Linked DNA regions of Macaca mulatta: region 2 is linked to region 1. Evidence: chromatin contacts called from public Hi-C data. All regions are on one chromosome and are shown on one strand. The core of a region is the stretch at or near the end of the contact, and the rest is flanking DNA. Distances in the headings are between cores, read along the strand shown.

Region 1 (4,803 bases), core at 807-3,306:
AGAACTTACAGAGGGGAGACATGTGGCTGCCAAGATGTTCGATGACCAGTTTATAAAGGGCTTTCCGAGCCCCCTAAGAGGCTTGGACTGTATCCTCAGGACTATCTGGAGTTGTTGAACCTTCAGCTGCTCCCACCCACCTCCTGCCTGTCAGCTTACCATTTCCCTGACTCAGACTATTGAGCTCATTGAAATCCTACTGACACCAAGCGGACACACAGGTTTATCGCATAGAGCCTCTGCTCTCAAACCTGGGTCAAGTTGGAAAATTAGTCCAGGATAAGAAGGTAGATGTGGAGAGTCACAGGGCGGTTAGAGCCAGCACTGGCAATGTCTTTAGGCCTTGGGTAATTAATTGACATATGAATCAGACAGATAATTAGCACTACATTGGGGTGCCAAAGGGACAGAATTCTTCTCCAGGTTGGTTAAGGGACTACCGTAGAAGGAGGGGAGATCTAGGCCCAACCTTGAATGCCTTTGGGTGTTGAATGAGGAGCTGAAAGGAAGGCCATTGCTGGGTAGGTGGGGACCAGCAGGCTCCAACCTTGGCCCAGAGCCAGCACATCAGTGGACACTCTGTGTCTGTCCAATATTAGGAGATGGGGAGCCGGCTGGTGCTATAGAGATAAGGGCTTTAGACTCTCACCTAAGTGTTCATTGACTTACTAAATATTTTTAAAGAACTGCTGCTTTATTTAGGCTCTAGGCTCCTGTGTACATGATCACAGAATTCTGCACACGTACAGGCCTCAGACCTGAGTTAAGGACCCTCCACCCGAGGGCTGGACAGGCTGCAAGGCTGTCCCCTCTGTGTGCTATTTCTCCCTGTTGAGCAGGCTGCAACCATGAGTACCAGCTAAGCTCAGACTTGATGATCCAGGTGAGAAGCAGAAAAGTTCATCCTGGGTGTGAGGGAAGAGGAGGGGCTCAGATGCTCCTGAAAATGGAGTCGCTTCATGCAGCCTGTGGACAGATGGCACGGCGGCTTCCTCAGGAGGCTGTCCTGTGTCCACTCCCACCTGCAGACCCTGGCTGACTGCAGGCACACAAAATGGCTGCAGTCATTTCGGCTTGGACATTATTCAAAACCGCCATTTCATGTCGTCCACCACATAGAAAAATCTCCACAAAGCACTCTGGTACATTTCATTTTAAACAGTGGGAGCTTCCTGGTGAACCCTGTAAGAGGAATTAGTTGCAAATTAAACCCCCAGGAAGCAGAATGACTTGACCTATTGTATGGAATTGTTGGGTGTAAGCCAATCGGATGTTGAAAGACACCTGCCTAAGATGGTGATTTGGGTCTCAGAGCAATTGATCTTAAACCCCTCTGGCAGATGTAAGGGAGTGCCATCAAAGTGTCCTCAGAACAGTGACCTCTGCAGAGTAGATGAGAATGACGGGAATCAGCCAGCGTGGAACGAGGCCCCTGCAGGTACTGGGGGCTTTCTGGATAAGTTTGTCCTCCTTGTTTTGAGCACCCTTCATCTCATTGCTCCCTCTCCCCTAATACTCCTTCTGCTATTAATATACATGACATTGACAGTGAGGAAGGCAAGCTAGGAAGGCGGCTTCCCACCAGTGGAGGAGGAATGAGAGTAAAATGACCTTTGGGGTGATGCGAGACTCAGCAGGGCCTCTGAGGTCCTGTGCTCCCCAGGCTTGGAGCACTCTGTGACCCAGGCTGGCCTGTGCAGGAGCATTTTTCCAGACTGACAGTGGCCAGCCCCTCTACCAGAGCTGGGAAAAGCAGGGCCTTCTCCCCACCAGCCGTGGGCAGGTGGCTGGAATATCAGGCCCAGAGACCAGCAGGTATACACAGCAGAGGAGGGCTCGCACTACGAGGAGTTTAAAGATTCCTTGGGAGGGTGGGGCAGGACTTCCCCAGGGAAGTGGCCGCCTCTTTGTCTCACCAGGACAAGGATGAGCGGGATGAGCTGGAGCCTCAGCGGTCATGTGGCCTGTGGCTGGTGCCTTCCTCCGTCAGGGGACGTGAGTGAAATCTGAAGTGCGTGTCTGTGTGGTGGCAGCTGTAATGTGACAGCTGCCGCCTGCCCGCCCTTCCCCCAGCCTGTTCTCGAGTGAGGAAGCTTGTCTGGCAGCGCCAACTCAGCTGTCATCCCACATCAGTTTTTGTAGGTTCCCAGCTAGTGGAAAAGTGCCAAACACAAGCAGATGATACACTTAATGAAACACTCAGGAAGAACGCTTCAGTTCCAGATATTAAGGGTTTGTGTGTCATGTTTCTGAGCCCTGGAATCAGATCATGCCTTCTCAGCCTTGTCACAGAGTACAGGGCTCTTCCTTTTAGGAGTGAATATGAGAAATATTTCATGGTGAAGTAGAAGTTTCTGCTATTGAAGGGCAGCATACGTGACTGATATTACGAAAGAAAAATGAAATGAGACGTCTTCTCCATGTGGACATAAACCTGTTGACTGGTGAGTCACTTATACCAGATGTCAGCTAGAAGGAAGGTTGTGTGTGTGTGCACTCTATGTATATTCCTCATATGTAACATTTGCATGGAGTTTTATGGTTACAGGACTCTTTCATATACCCTTTATTTTATTTTAAACAGCCCCATGAAGTTGATATTAATATTCTCCCCACTCCACAACAGAGGTTGCCAAGTCTCTACTGGGGCAAATCACTTCCCAGAGGGCATAGGCTGGCGGTCAGCACAGCCAGGGTTTGAACTAAGTCTCCTAAGTCCAGTTCTAAAATGAACTTACTGGTATTTGGAATTGCCAGTGTATTTCATATGTGGAATCAAAGGGGAAGTAATCAGTCATTTGAGTTATATTTGCATTTATTCTAACCTGATCAAGTTTGAATGAGGGATGGGACAGAAGAGAATAATATTTATATGCACGATGCTCTTCATTGGTTACTCTTTGATATCTACTGATGTCATTTGGCTTTTGAGGAGCTGGAAGCACAGGGAAGCTGGAGTATTTGCCGAGGTCATGCGGCTTGGAGTGGCCAGCTGAGAGTCCATTCCAGATCTCATGGTCACTTTCTACTGTCTCACATTGCAGCGTTGCTATAACCATATGTAAATATAAAGTAACAAAGGGATAATATGACAAAGGGTGATTCCGTAAATAAATGAACCACTGAGGCCGATCAGCTGCCTATGGTTCCATCATTTTGCAGACAAGGAAGCTGCAAAGGAGAGGGGGTGCTGTCTGGGGTCTCTCAGCAGCAGCTGGGGCCAGGCTCCTGACCCAGCCATGTTCCACCCATTGCCCTCCTAGGTCTCAGCTTCAGGTTAGTCTTCACAGTCTAAGTTTTTTTTAGGTCTTCGAGCCAATAGACAGGAATGCTCTTGGAGTTGATCTCAGTTCTGTATCGTCAGCTTCCTAGTTAGAAGAGAACCTTAAAATTCCAAAGTTCAGGCAACTCCTCCCTACCAAGTGAGACTGTAAGCTCAGGCTTATATCAAAAATTCTGTATTTCTCAACGATGAAGTCCACATTTGCACTCCCAGTTATTTTTAGGTGGAAACTTTATATTTTCTGTTTCGTATCACATTGGCTTCCCTGCGTAACTGAGCTTATATTTTCTGTCTCGCAATAGTGTTGGAGAAGCCTTATTTTTAGCTCGGTTCGTTTTTCTTCCTGTGACTTCCTTTTTCTTGTTTAACACACACACACACACACACACACACACACACACACACACACACACATATATTCAAGTAGGCATCCGTTCCCATCGTACTCTCCCTGCCAGTTCTCATTCACTTGGTCACAAGACTTCATCCAAAAGGCAAGTGTTAAGCCTCATCTCATTCCAGGAAGAAAGGAAGAAGAAGAGCCTTCAGCAAATCTCAAGAATCTACTTGTAACATGGGCTGCTGCTTGTCATTTTATTAAAATCTCTTCACCTGTCACTCACCTCGCCTGCCACCAACTCCTGGCTGAGACACTCTCGTGTGCACACCTGATAAGAAATGCTTTGGATCCCCCTTGCAGAGAAAACCTATTGACTACAGTTGGGGGGATGTTCTCAGGGGCTTGGGTCTTAGGCTCCTAGAGGGCCTAGAGTGTGAGACTGTGTGTGTGTGTGTGTGTGTGTGTGTGTGTGCGTGCGCGCATGCATATGTGTATGTATATGGTGCTCACCAGACCCTGTTTCCATGCCTGCCACCTGTAGCCTTTGATTCTGGTGGCAGGCACCCCCGGAGGGCACTTGCCTGTGGGCCTGTGGTTGATGATCCTTGTTGGTGCTGTCTAGTTCATTTACACCATGCTGTATGGTGGCAGGCCAGAAGTGAGAATCCAGTCTAAAATGTTAGGAAACAGGCCAGGGGAACATGGCTTACACAGCCCCCTGTGTGGGATAAAGTACGGGGCAGACCCCAGGCCCCTGCTCACCCCAACTCTTCCTCAGAAACCTTCAGTGGCTCCCTGTTGCCCCTCCACTGAAGTGTGAGCCTCTTTAACCTAGTGGTACTTGAGCAGGTGACACACTTAACTAGCCCCAAAGAAGACCACGTTTTTAGGCCGTGAGCTTCTCTAAAGCTGGACCAGGTTTTTGTTTTTTATTTTTATTTTTTTGAGATGGAGTTTCGTTCTTGTTGCCCAGGCTGGAATGCAATGGCGCGATCTCAGCTCACTGCAACCTCCGCCTCCTGGGTTCAGGCGATTCTCCTGACTAGCTGGGACTACAGGTGACCACCACCACGCCCGGCTAATTTTTGTATTTTTAATAAAGACGGGGTTTCACCATGTTGGCCAGGTTGGTCTCGAACTCCTGACCTCAGGTGATCCTCCCACCTCAGCCTCCCAAAGT
Region 2 (4,805 bases), core at 1,770-4,269, 73 kb after region 1:
TGCCTCGGCTGTGTGCCCAGAGGCCAGAGGGGGCTACGGCTCAGCCGGCTGAGAAACATCACAGTGGGCTTGCAGGATTCTCAGCCTCCAGTTCTCACCAAGCTGCGGGGAAGCCAGATCTTGGGGCAGAAAGAGGCCAGCGGGTGGCTGAGCAGAGGAAGATGCGGCTGTGGTGGGAACTTCTGGGCCCTGAATGCCAGGCTTTGGAGTTCAGCAAACATAGGTTCAAATCCTAGCCCTACCATGTCCCATGAGACACAACCTTCCTGAGCCTCAGTTTCCCCATCTGTAAATAGTGATCATTCTAACAACTTAGCAGCTTTGCTCTGCAGTTTAAATGAGAGAATATGTGGCAACAGCTCAGCTCAGAGCCCAGTACCCAGTAGGGGCTCTTGAAGTACTGGATGTCATTACATCCGTTTTGGCCATGGGGAGCCTTGGATGGTTTTGACCTGAGGGCTAATGTTCTGAGGACATCTGGGTCAGGACAGCAGCTCCCTACACACCTTTCAAGCTAAGGTAAACCAGAAATCCCCTCTGTGTCTGGAGTCCTGTAACTGGGTCCCACGTGTTAGTCCCAAAGGCCAATTTCCATCCTTCTCCCGCATAAATATTATATGCAAGTATTTTTAAGTCATTTCATCATGAAAAGAAGCGGTTTAACATAACTATTACTCAGGATTCTTCATGAAATATGCATCAAGCAATTAGGTCTAAAAGCGAGAGGTGAGGCCTCGTACCCTGCTCAGCGGCCGGCAGCTGCAGGCTGAGTAATGTTTTATTAAAGCCCGTGATTGCGCTGCGAGGTGGGGCCTGTTATTAGCCCTACGTGCCCGGCACGTTTGATAATCCTGATGATGAGGAGGTGCTTTTTGTGATGATAATGAGCCATCTGAACGCCTGTGACAGCTCCAGCACCCCGGCCTCTGCCAGCCTTACAAGACTCATTAGACAGGTCACCCACCAGAGACACCTCTCATTGTGACTTTGCCCTCGCAAGATGTCCTGTCAAAGGAGACGGGGCTGATGCAGGAGCTTGGCAGGCACAGCAGACTGTTGAAGCTCCCCGGGGGCAGTGTCCTCCCTGAACCGCGATGGTGCTGAAGTGCGGAAGTCCACGCTGCCTTGAAGAAAGGTGGGAGGAGGTGTGGCCCAGAGCCCGGCTTACCTGGCTCGGGATGCAGGACCAGGGCTTTGGGCTCACCTGCAGCCTGCCTTGCTGTGCACCTTGGGCCAGGGTAGTATACTGTCTGGCTTCAGTTTCCTCCACAGTACCCCAGGGGAGTGAGAGGTGACCCCCAGACTGCTTGCAGCTCAGAATACATGCTGTCTGCAGCAGCCACGCATCCCTGGGCATACTCCTTGCCTGATGTACCCCTCTGTTCTCCACAGAAATGCTCATGCTTCCTTTGCTCATGCTCGCCTCTCCTTTTGTGTGAAGGTGGGAGTCAGCGAAGCCACTCCTGGCAGCTGCTTTTAAATCTTCAACTGTTAGGTGACATCTCCCTCATGGGGACCTTAACCAATGAGAATGTATTGTCACAGCATGTCTCCTGGCTGTGTGTGGACAAGGCGTCACCTGACCCTTGCATTGGTCGAGGATTGGCAGATAGTCTCGGGACCTCAGACCCCTGGGGGGCGGTCCTGGGGGCTCCACCAATCAGAACATGTCATTCCCAATCCTCGGCACAGCCCCTTGCGTGGGTGCCACACATTGTCTTTTACTCCCAGCCCCTCTGCTGTCTCTGACCTGCTGTCAGCCCTGCACCATGGGCGCTGTGGAAGCGGAAGATCAGCGTGGAGGGGATGTTTGCTCAGGGTCTGACGCCTCTCACCCACCCCCCTGCCTGGCTTCACGTGGAGCACTGAGGGTTACATGAGGCCCTCTCTTAGGTCTGGGGAGTGCTGAGGTCAGGAGCACTGACTCTGGACATTGGCTGCTGATGATCACTGTGTGATCTTGGGCCGGACACCTCCCCTGTCTGCTCCTCGGTGCTTAAACACATAGAGCCTGGCCTATAGGAAGGATTGTCCCTGAAGGCAATCCTGGCCGATGCCCCAGCGAAAGCAGGACTGGGGATGAGGGCAGCGGTGGAGGGAATGTGTCAGGCTGCTTGCAGACCCCTTCCTGCAGGAAGCCCTCAGCAGGTAGGCAGCAGATTATGTTTTGCACATATGGAATCCAGGACCTAGGGCTGGAAGCACCCCCCGGGGTCATCTAGTCAGCCTCCCTGTGGATGCAGTGGGAGAAGGGACAGAGCCCAGCAAGGCACAAGGACAGCCTGAGGGCTAGGGAACCCACGGGGTGCAGTGCTTGAGCCCGGGAGGGTCAGCATGTGAGCGTGCCTTTCTCCCTCTGCCTGAGAATGGTCAGGCCTCAGACTGGGGGTTCATGGAGCCCAAGTGCTGGTCCCAGCTCTGCCTTGGTCTCTGAGCTTCGGGACCAGCCTGCCCCATTGGCACAGCCTGGCTCAAGGTGGTAAACTTGTGGGTGCTTACACAAGCGAAATAGGAGTGTGTTGGGGGGGGATAAACAGCAGGCTCAGACAGGCAGGAGGGACTTCCAGGGGACGTCTAGACTCTTCTCAGCCTGGCAGCTGCCCCAACTCGCTATCTGTCAGCAGCCAAGGTACAGAGGACATCGTACCTTGGCCATTCTAAGCCCCTATCCTGTGAACAGAGGAGCTTAGCGTCTGCTTCAGACTGTGAGAGCCATTGCCGCCGTCACTGTCCACATCCCTTGCCCGATGCTGTAGAACAAATTAGTGTGAAATGTCACTTTCATCCATGTGAGTTACTCTCCTAACTTTGAAAATGAAACTGGCTCGCTCCCCTACAGCTTCATACCTGCACACTGGCAGACTCTTCCCGCCAGCGGCCGTGACCGTCTGCCTGACACCTCCTCCACTCTGTCCCCCAGGCATAGATCTGTGAGAATCACAAAGCCTGCTGGTCCAGCACCCCAAAAACATAAGGCCACTCAGTGCATGCACGTAGAGGGGAATGATGTGCCCAGGGTCACACCCTCCTCCCTGCTGAGTGTCCCTGGCACCTGCAGCCCCTTCTTACCAGCCCTGCTCTCTCGCCCGCCCACACCCGTTCTCCAGGCGAAGCTGGGCATGTGGCTCTGAGAGCTCAGCTTTTTAACTCTTCTGCTGTTTTCTCAGCCACGCAGTTTCAGTGTGTTATTTAAGCAATCACAGCCCTTTCCAAGCTGGCACAGATCTGTGGTCTCTTCGGCGTGGCGGGTAGGTGAGTCTTCACTGGAATGGAGTTTTACATTCTTCTTGTCATATACACGCCGTTTCCTTTCTGCAGCCTAAGCAAGTGCGCCGCCTGCTTCTCAGACGTGTCTAGGCAATTCTCCAATGAAATGACCCTTCACTGAGGAGCAGAACTTGCCACAGGCTCTGTAATTAGAACATTGCCAGCCTTAAAAAAATCTTGATTTAAATTTCAGTTCTCTACAGGAATTATTCTCTCTTGAAATGTAATTGCTCTCCCAACGATTTCTGTTAAGCTGAGGGTGACATCTCTCAATACATTATTATAAGCAGACATATTGCTTAGTGCTCGCACTTCATTAAGCATTTGTTCTGCCCATTTGAAAATGGTCCTGGAGCCCAAGTTAAGGTGTCAATAGAGCGGGCACTCGTTAGCTTGGGAAGCCCAGTCCTGACTGGAAGAGATGTGTTCAAGCCCTGAGAGGCCTTGTGGGAGCGACAGTGGCGAGGGGCGGAGCTGGAGTGGAAAGGCTGCAAACCTTCAAGTCTGCTTGGAGCTCAGGTTGGGGGAGTCTTCTAGAGGCCGTGGAGATGGGGGCAGGTGATTTGTCAGAAGCTCCAGCTTTCTACCTAAGGGACAGACACCCGATAAAGTGAACTGTGCTTTGGAAAATCTAAAGCATCCACAGGTGTGGTGGCAGGATCATAGTGGAATCATAAAAGGTGTGGAACTGAGTAGGCAGGAAGACGGCAGCCTGGACCGAGGCAGGCTGGTGGAGGGGTGAGGGGTCCAGTGTGGCTGCAGCCCCAGCGAGAGCTGGGAGAGGTCTGCTGGGGCCAGGCAAATGCTGGTGGGAGGACCATGGCCTTGGCTCTGTGTGAGCAGATGCAGGTGGGCTCCAAGGGCTTTGAGCACACAGGCTCTGCTCTGATCTCTGAGGAACCCACCCCACTGCTTTTCCTTGAGCAGACTTCAGGAGGTTCCTCTCAGGCAAGTCTGAAGCCAAGCATGGTGGACATAGACTGGGCTCTGCTCCGTGGCATGCTCAGAGGAGCTGGGATGGTGGCTAAGTACCTGCAGTTCAGGAAGGCACGCGTGTCCTCAGTGCCACCAGATGAAGGAAGGAGCTCTGCCTGTGGGAGCCTGGAAGACCACCCAGCAGAGACAACACAGGCTGGACCTTGGGAGAGACAGGGTTTATGAAGAAGGGAAGGATGCAGAGGGCAGGTAGTACAGACTTTCTGCCCACATTGCATTGGCTAAGCCAAGTCACATGGGTAACTGCCTGCAAGGGAGGCTGGGAAATGTAGTCCCTGGCTGGGTGGCCCCTTCCCAGTGACAGTTTTCTACTACTGAAAGGGAAGGACAGATCACTTGCCATCTCTGCCACACAATTTCCTCCTCTGGAAACTGGGGGTGATGACCCTTGCCCTACCCACTTGTCATGGCATTGGGGATATGAACACACTTTGCACCTGTCAGGCAAGGCTTAAACAGGGATATGCACTAGTAGTATAAAGAGGGACTAAGTTTTGTTTTGTTTTTCTGAAGAAGCCCCTAGAATCATTCAGTGTTGGAAT

The links. A called contact is a pair of places that touch in the nucleus more often than the background predicts.
Region 2: a Hi-C map of fetal cortical plate shows a contact between it and region 1, with 2.3 times the contacts expected there. The contact joins two enhancer-like sites. A contact is called at or near these places in 2 of 14 Hi-C or Micro-C datasets (fetal cortex germinal zone and fetal cortical plate).

The regions. Positions count from the first base shown.
Region 1 is chr15:61,599,400-61,604,202 of T2T-MMU8v2.0, forward strand. The region is part of intron 2 of SHB (SH2 domain containing adaptor protein B); the gene reads left to right. Among named protein-coding and RNA genes, the nearest start is that of SHB, 74 kb to the left of the region's middle. Within about 2 kb of position 2,057, at least 19 of the 40 cell types and tissues checked have an H3K27ac peak or open chromatin away from gene starts, as enhancers often do. A contact at or near this core is called in fetal cortical plate, where this site is marked.
Region 2 is chr15:61,671,387-61,676,191 of T2T-MMU8v2.0, forward strand. All of the region lies in intron 6 of SHB (SH2 domain containing adaptor protein B), which reads left to right. Among named protein-coding and RNA genes, the nearest start is that of SLC25A51, 34 kb to the right of the region's middle. Within about 2 kb of position 3,020, at least 6 of the 40 cell types and tissues checked have an H3K27ac peak or open chromatin away from gene starts, as enhancers often do. A contact at or near this core is called in fetal cortical plate, where this site is marked.